Regions from separate parts of the Sus scrofa genome. Here region 2 is linked to region 1. The links are chromatin contacts, called in public promoter capture Hi-C maps. All regions are on one chromosome and are shown on one strand. The core of a region is the stretch at or near the end of the contact, and the rest is flanking DNA. Distances in the headings are between cores, read along the strand shown. Region 1 holds the start of COQ7 (5-demethoxyubiquinone hydroxylase, mitochondrial). Region 2 has its middle 49 kb from the start of SMG1.

Region 1 (4,012 bases), core at 1,060-3,559:
GGAGGTTCCCAGGCTGGAGGTCAAATTGGAGCTGTAGCTGCCAGCCACAGCCACAGCCACAGCTACTGCAGCGTGGGATCTGAGCTGTGTCTGCGACCTACACCACAGCTCAAGGCAATGCCAGATCCTTAACCCACTGAGCGAGGCCAGGGATCACACCTGAGTCCTCATGAATGCCAGTCAGATTCACTAACCACTGAGCCACGACGGGAACTCCTATCCAAAGTTCTTTATAAGTACTTCAATGGGCTACATAATATAATATCATGCAGATGGATCACAATTTTTTTTAACATTCCTTTGCTGCTTGATATTTTGTTTCCAAATATTCCTGATAATAAATAACTCCAACATCCATAAGTCTACGTCAACATTTTTTTTCCATTTTTTTTTCTTTTAGAGACCTGAAATGGGATTATATAGCCAAGGTTTAGAATATTTTAAGGCTTTTGAGAGCCAGATTTACACTCAGGAGCTGTACATGAGAATGTTATATCATCCTCACCTTCACCAGATATTTGGGTTTAAAAACTTATATAGGAGTTCCCGTAGTGGCTCAATAGTAACCAATCTGACTACCATCCTTGAGGATGCAGGTTTGATCCCTGGACTCGCTCAGTGGATTAAGGGTCTGGCCTTGCCTCGAGCTGTGGTGTTGGCCGCAGTCGTGGCTTGGATCCCGAGTTGCTGTGGCTGTGGTGTAGGGTGGCAACTATAGCTCCAATTTGACCCCCCACCTGGGAACTTCCATATGCCAAGGGTGTGGCCCTAGAGAGACAAATAAAATAATAAAAAGTTATATAAGAGTTGATCATAAACTATTAAATTCCTGCACTGTATTAAAGTAATTTGAAAACAATTAGCAACTTCAATTACTTTACAATGGCAGTGTATGTTAAATGTGGGGATTTTTTGGCCCCACCCATGCCCAAGGCATGCAGAAATTCCTGAGCTAGGGATGGCATCCACACTACAGCAGTCGGCAGTGACAACATGGATCCTTGAACCACTAAGCCACTTGGGAACGCCTTAAATGTTTTGCAATAACTTGGATAAAAGATACATATAATCCAAAGGTGTAAAGTAGAACATGAAAGCCCCCTTCTCACCTCCAACCCTCTGAAGTTACCATTACTGGACATTTTGTTATACATCCTTCCAGATGTGCATCTTTGATTTTTTTTGGCCCTCATACAGATTACACATTCAAAAAATTATTTCTGTTCAATAGAGTTGTAGAAGGAGGATTGCTATATCAATGGATATGCATTTATTAAAATGTCCACCAAAATTTTTTCTTAGTTTATTTTCTTAGAGCAGTTTTAGGTTCACAGCAAAAGTGAGGAAAGTAGATTTCCTATATACCCTCTGCTGCCACATTCCCCCAGAGTGCTACGGTTTGTTACAATTGATGAGTCTACATTAACAGACCGGATATAGTTTTGATTTCAGTTCCAGAGCAGGAGTTGAATCCTGGGCCGCAGTGGTGAGAGCCAGGAGTCCCAACAACTAGACCACCAGGGAACTGGTGAATAACTTTTAGAAGTGTGAAATACGTGGAGTTCTTGCTGTGGCTCAACGGTATTGATATCTGCAGTGCCAGGACTCAGGTTCAATCCCCAGCCTGGCATAGTGGGTTAAAGGACCTGGCATTACCACAGCTGCAACAAAGGTCGCCACTGCCACCCGGATCTGATCGCTGGCCCGGGAGCGCTAATATACTGTGTGGCGGCCAAAAGAAAAAAAAAAAAATTATGAAATACGTTGCTAAATCTCACCTCCCCAGCCCTCTCGTCAAGAAACCAATTTGCATCAATACGTTCACACTAACAGTAAAGTGGATATAATAATATTAATAATGTTCTTTGTAGAAAATTTAAAAAATAGAGAAAAGGGCTAAGAAGAAATTTAAAATCGTCTGTCAACCCCCAAAATACCTGGAGATACCATGCAGTGAACTGAATTCCAGAATGTAATTTCTGGAAGTGGATAAAGGCTACAAATAGAGAAAAGTCTCCTATGCTGGTAAAGCATAAAATATGATGGCTATGCCAGTAAATAATTCCCTCACGGTCCTCTTTCCCAGGAACGGAGGTTAGGTAGTAATCCTGTCGCTATCTTCTAAAGAACAATTTAGCGTTCTCATCTCCATGGCAACCCTTCACCGGGCTCCTGAGTGATTGATAATGGTCAGATCCAATAGGATCTTTCCATTTGACACTCCCAACCAATCGAGTGGAAGCTGGGCGCTTAGGGGCGTTTCCACCTACGCAGAGGCGGGCTGCATCTGCCTTACGCCAGCTGTACGTCATCAGTCAGTGCCGAGGGCAAGTTGGGCTCACTATTCAAGGAGTGGGTACCCTGTTGCGGGGCCATGAGCTACGCCGGGGCAGTGGCGGCTCGCTGCTTGTGGCTTCCGCGCACGGGGGCCCCGCGGCCCCTTTCAGGTAAAGTGTGAGAGCGATGGCTGCCCCGCGCTGGGCTGGCGAGCAATGAACTTTTCTCCTGAGGTTTGGGTCGGAGAGGTCACGGCGTAGACGTTTATACGTCACGGGACTGCGACCGAGCGCGAGCGGAAAAGCAGGGCTAGGCTTGTAATGTGTCGCCGGCCCGCTGGGCGGGAAGAGAGTGGTTTTCTGATGTGACGCTCTGTGGTGCCGGTTCCGGGTTAGCGGGTTGGGGGAATGACCTAATTGCACACCTGTTCTCTGACGTCACTGCAGGTGTGGTCGGCGTTCCAGGCTGAGCAAAGTTGGCGACCTTGAAAATTTAGCGTCCCATGGGTGGGTGTATTCCCATAATCCGCAGCGTCGGCTTCTTCCCAGCTCCCCAAGGGAGCTTGGTAGAAATGCGGTTTCTCAGGTCCCTCGCCTGACCTACTGAGTCGCCATGTCTGTATTTTAACTAGCCCTTCGAATGCTTCGTATGCATTTGCATATTTTGAGAAGCACGAAATTGGTGGAGCATCGAGAGAGACTTGGGCTTGGATCCTGGCTCCTCTCCTCATTTCGTCCCAGCGGCCTCAAAATTGTGAGGTCGTTTTCTGGAAGTTAAGTCATTCGTCTACCACCTTCAGGATGGTTGCATTATCGCAGTACCACTTGTATTTTTTATCACTTTTTAAAAAATTAAACCGTGTTCTGTTTTTAAATTAAATGATTTCACGGAAACCCTATCTTTACGGTAAGCGGAGAACCAGGATCGCACGTCCCAAGTAAAGTACTTGTAAAAAAAATAAATACGCTGAACACAAGTTGTTGTATTAGATACTGCTGCCTACCAAGGCTTGAACCTGTCTTTCTGGTAAGAATGGGAGGTTAACAAGCGTTAGGAAGTGTTCAAGTTATGTCACCTTTACAGCCTCGTTGATGAAAGCAAAAGGATTGGAAGAGAATAACTAAATAACATGAGTGTTATTTAATGCATGTGCATAGCCACTTAAGATCGTCCCATAAACCATTTGAAGTCACACATCGTTGATATGTGTTTCACATTTTGGGAAAACACGAATATAAAATGATGCATTTGAGAGCTTCTAGCAGTGAGCCTCAGTTTTATTTTTAAGTGTGTGAGTGCAGGCAAAACCCAGAGGATTGTTGAACATGAATTTTAATGCTCTGTTGTTGAGCCAATGACAGAATTCTTCTTCTTTTTTTCCATTTTTAAAAGTATTGATTTATAATGTTGTGATTCTTTTTCATTTATAAAGCTACTTTGCTTCCTGTATCTCATTTTGTCTCCATGATAACTCAGTAAGAAAGGTTTTATTATTGTGTTTTCCCTTAAAAAGAAAATAACCTGATTGGTCCTAATTTTATATGTAAGAAATGGCAATTCCAAATTGTCTAAGGTCTGTGTTAGAGATAGGATATGTATTTTCTGTTTTTTTTAATTTGAAATTTTTAAAATTGGAAGTTTAGTTGGTTTACAGCGTTGTGTTAGTTTCCGGTGTACAGCAAAGCGATTCAATTTGCTGTATATCTGAAATTAACACAACGCTGTAAACCAACTA
Region 2 (3,790 bases), core at 315-2,814, 240 kb after region 1:
TATTCATCCACATATAATTAATATATGATCACAAGCGTAATAAATTCAATACGGACAAGTGATTTCTCAGTCTACCTACTGGTTAAATCCCTTGTGCAAATCTTACTAGAATAACCTTTACAAAGAACTCACTCCCAGGAGTTCCTGTTGTGGCACAGCAGAAATGAATCCGGCTAAGAACCAAGAGGTTGTTCAATCCCTGGCCTCACTCAGTGGGTTAAGGATCTGGCATTGTTGTGAGTTGTGTGTAGGTCGCAGATGCAGCTCACATCCTAATTTTTACCTAAAAGTAAAAATCTGAGTCAGATGTCAGATGGAACTCATCAGGCAACTGCAGCTCCAATTGGACCCCTAGCCTGGGAACCTCCATATGCCGTGGGTGTGGCCCTAAAAAGAAGTCATTCCCAGAGATTTGAGTCCACAGGCCTGGGGCAGAGCCCAGAGAATCTGCATTTTCTAACAACCAATATGATTTTTAATGGATACCCTAGACTGATTTTGGAAGGATTAGGTATAAGGGGAACTTAGAAAATTGTAAGTCAATTATACAATAAAACTACAAAAAAAAAAAAAAAAAAAAAAGGAGGGAGTGCCTGTGGTTGCTTAGTGGGTTAAGGACCTGACATTGTTTCTGTGAGATGCACGTTGGATCCCAGGTCTCGTTAGGTGAGTTAAGGATCCAGAGTTGCTGCAAGCTCAGTGTAGGTGACGGACAGACTTGGCTCAGATCCAGCATATCTGTGGTTGCAGTGTAGGCCTGCAGCTGCAGTTCCAATTTGACCCCTAGCCTGGGAACTTCCATATGCCTCAGGTATGGTGCTAAAATGAAAAATAAAAACCTAAAAGTAAAAATCTGAGTTAAACAAAGATGTCAGATGAAACTCATCAGGTATGGAAGGTGGTTATAATTGGAGAAAGTTGTGGAGTATTTTGAAGAGACAGAAGTAAAACAGTACAAAGTACAAAGCACAGAATGAAGTTTTATGCGGGGGATGAGAAGGAACAGAAAAAGCAAGAGAAAAATTAGATTTTCAAAAACAGTCCCTCACTGCTTGAAAACCACAGCAGATTACTCAACCCCTAATGCCATAAATCACTGCATCATATAGACTTCAAGGACCCTTCGGAATTCCCTAGTAGCCAAGCTGTTAAGGATTCAGCGCTGCCACGGCTGCGGTGTGGGTTCCATCTCTGGCCCAGGAACTTCGGCATGCTGTGAGTGCAGTCAGGAAAAAACGGGGGTGGGCGAAGGATGGAAAGAGTATCCATAATTTCCGCACCTGCTGAAACACAGGGCAATAACGGGATATGAGCTCCAGGATATACACTCTGGAAATTTCTCTACCCTATTATACGCTAAAGTCTAGCAAGTTCCCCAAGACTGTACTAGACTGCAAGCTCCAGCAGGACAGGGACCCACCTGACACTTTCTCTAACAGTCTGCCACACCGTGGGTGCTCCTAGAAAAGACCCATTGGTGTTCAGGTTGTACCACCATCCTCCCTGTGGCAGGGGCAGGCACATCTGAGCAAGTGGCAAGTCTGAGCCAATCCAGCTGTAGTTTGACTTTCTGACCCACTGATTGGGCCAAGGTGTTGTCATGTGACTCAAAACGAACCAATCACAGACCTCCCCTAGCCTTGCGGAAACTGGAGCTACTTTGAGAGGGCTTGCCCAGCAATGCTTGCTTCCAGCAACTCATGAAATTACAAAAATAAATCCATTTTGAATGTCCCCATTTGAGAATAATTATTTGCTAAGCACTTATTATACACTGGGCATTATGCTGTATATCTCTCGATAACATTGCAAGATAGATACATTTTTTGGTCCCCACTTTAAAAAAAAAAAAATTAAGATTTACCAGAAGTTAAGCAATTTTCCCAGGGTCAAATAGCCAGTAAGTGCCCAAATTTGGAATCAAGTTTAGATGTTTTTCACTCCAAAGTTCAAACTCTTAATTAATGGCTAACCTGATTCTCATCTATGCTGCTCTAAACAAACTCCCAGTTCATTATGATTTCTTAGAAAACACCATTTTTAAAAATGGCTACATATTTTTTATCTTATGGATGTGGTATGCTTTAAGTAATCCCCAATGGTTGACTATTTAGAAATATTCTCAATATATGCCATTATAAATGACATTTCATTCTAAATCTAAATCAACAAATTATGGCCTTATGGGCCAAATCCAGCCCTCAGCCTATTTTGTAAATAAAATTCTATTGTTACACCCATTCTTTTCCTTCTTATCCACCACTGCTATCCTAGCAGAGCTGAGTAGTTGCAAGAGAGATTATATGTCCCCAAAGCATCAAATAATTATGATCTGGCTTTTTACAGAAAAGATTTGTCAATCTCGGAGTTCCTGTCCTGGCTCAGCAGTTAGAGGACACGGGTTTGATCCCTGGCCTCGATCAGTGGGTTAAGGATCCAGCATTGCAATGAGCTGTGGTGTGGGTCTCAGACAAGGCTCAGATCTGGCATTGCTATGGCTCTGATGTAGGCCAGCGGCTGCTATAGCCCAGGGATCTCCATATGCCTCGGGTGTGGCCTAAAAAGACAAAAATACCAAAAAAAAAGAAAAGAAAAGATTTGTCAATCTCTATTGTAAATATTTGTCTAGACTGTTGATAATATCCTTGGGATTGACACATAGAAAGTCAAGCCAAATTGTTTACCAGAAAAATGTGGCAGGGGTTTGGTTTTGTCAGCACCCGCAGCATATGGGAGTTCCCAGGCCAAGGACTGCAGCTGCAACCTATGCCACAGCTCTGGCAACACCATATCCAAAACCCACTGCACCACAGTGGGAACCCCCAGAAAACTGGGTTTTTGAATAACATTGCCACCAGGAGCTTGTTTGAAGTGTCCATTTTTCATACCTTCCACTTTTGCAGGCCATGCAAAAACAGATGTCAAGATATTCCACCGGTTCTAGGTACTGGAGAAACAGCAGTGACCAGAAGGCACGAGCTGCTGCCCTCATGGAGCCTGTAACCTACTAAAGGTGTGAGGAGATACAATAAATTCCTTGACAAGTAGATATATCAATATACATACAAATGGTGATCGGTCCTGTGACTAACGCTAAAGTGGTTAAGCGGGTGGTGACTATGAGCAGGGTGAGTGGGTGCTGGTTGGCACAGCCTGGCCCTGATCAGATGACATTTGAGCAGAGACCTTAACGGAACAACATTCCAGGTGGAGGAAAAAGCGAATGCAATGAACGTGGTCTTTTCAGAATTCATGGGGAAAATGGTTATCTTAACATCCACAGTAGAGTCAGGCGGTGGCATAGATAATTTCACAGAACCTGTAGGTCCGAAGTCATAGCTATTTGCCTTTGATGTCCCTTGTCCATATGTGATGGTAGCAGCTGATTTGCTTTGAAATTAGGTTGTTCTAAAGTTATCACTAAAATTAGTTTTCATTTCCTAAGTAAACAGCAGCTGGCAGTACATTTGGGGGTGGAGACCAGTGAGCTGGGGAGAAGAGAAGAATCATCAGAAGTTTTGTATTTGCCAAGGGAGGAGCGGCACGTATCGGGGGGCTGAGGGGGTGTAGGTGTTCCAGACCCCACGGGCCAAGTGTCTGCTTAATCAGTAAGAAGTAAGAAACCTCACTGTCATCCGAGGTCCTTCCCTTCCTCTCATCCCCCTCATTCATTCAACTGCTGAATCCTGTTACAGCTCAGAAAGAGCCCTTGATGCTGGCACCTTGTCTCCCTCATCCTTGTGAGGGCTGGGATGGAGAAGGCTAGCTGTCCCTCCTGACTAATCTCACC

The links. Promoter capture Hi-C pulls out the DNA fragments that hold promoters and counts their contacts.
Region 2: a contact with region 1 is called in a promoter capture Hi-C map of liver, with 5 times the contacts expected there. A contact is called at or near these places in 2 of 5 promoter capture datasets (fetal skeletal muscle and liver), 5 of 47 Hi-C or Micro-C datasets (blood, epiblast stem cells, liver and 1 more) and 1 of 2 datasets of targeted methods (alveolar macrophages).

Annotation. Positions count from the first base shown.
Region 1 is chr3:26,363,697-26,367,708 of Sscrofa11.1, forward strand. It overlaps COQ7 (5-demethoxyubiquinone hydroxylase, mitochondrial), which reads left to right and starts at 2,310. Exons shown (of 6, transcript XM_021086541.1): 1 at 2,310-2,447. The coding sequence starts at 2,375.
Region 2 is chr3:26,603,192-26,606,981 of Sscrofa11.1, forward strand. No RefSeq gene overlaps it. Among named protein-coding and RNA genes, the nearest start is that of SMG1, 49 kb to the right of the region's middle.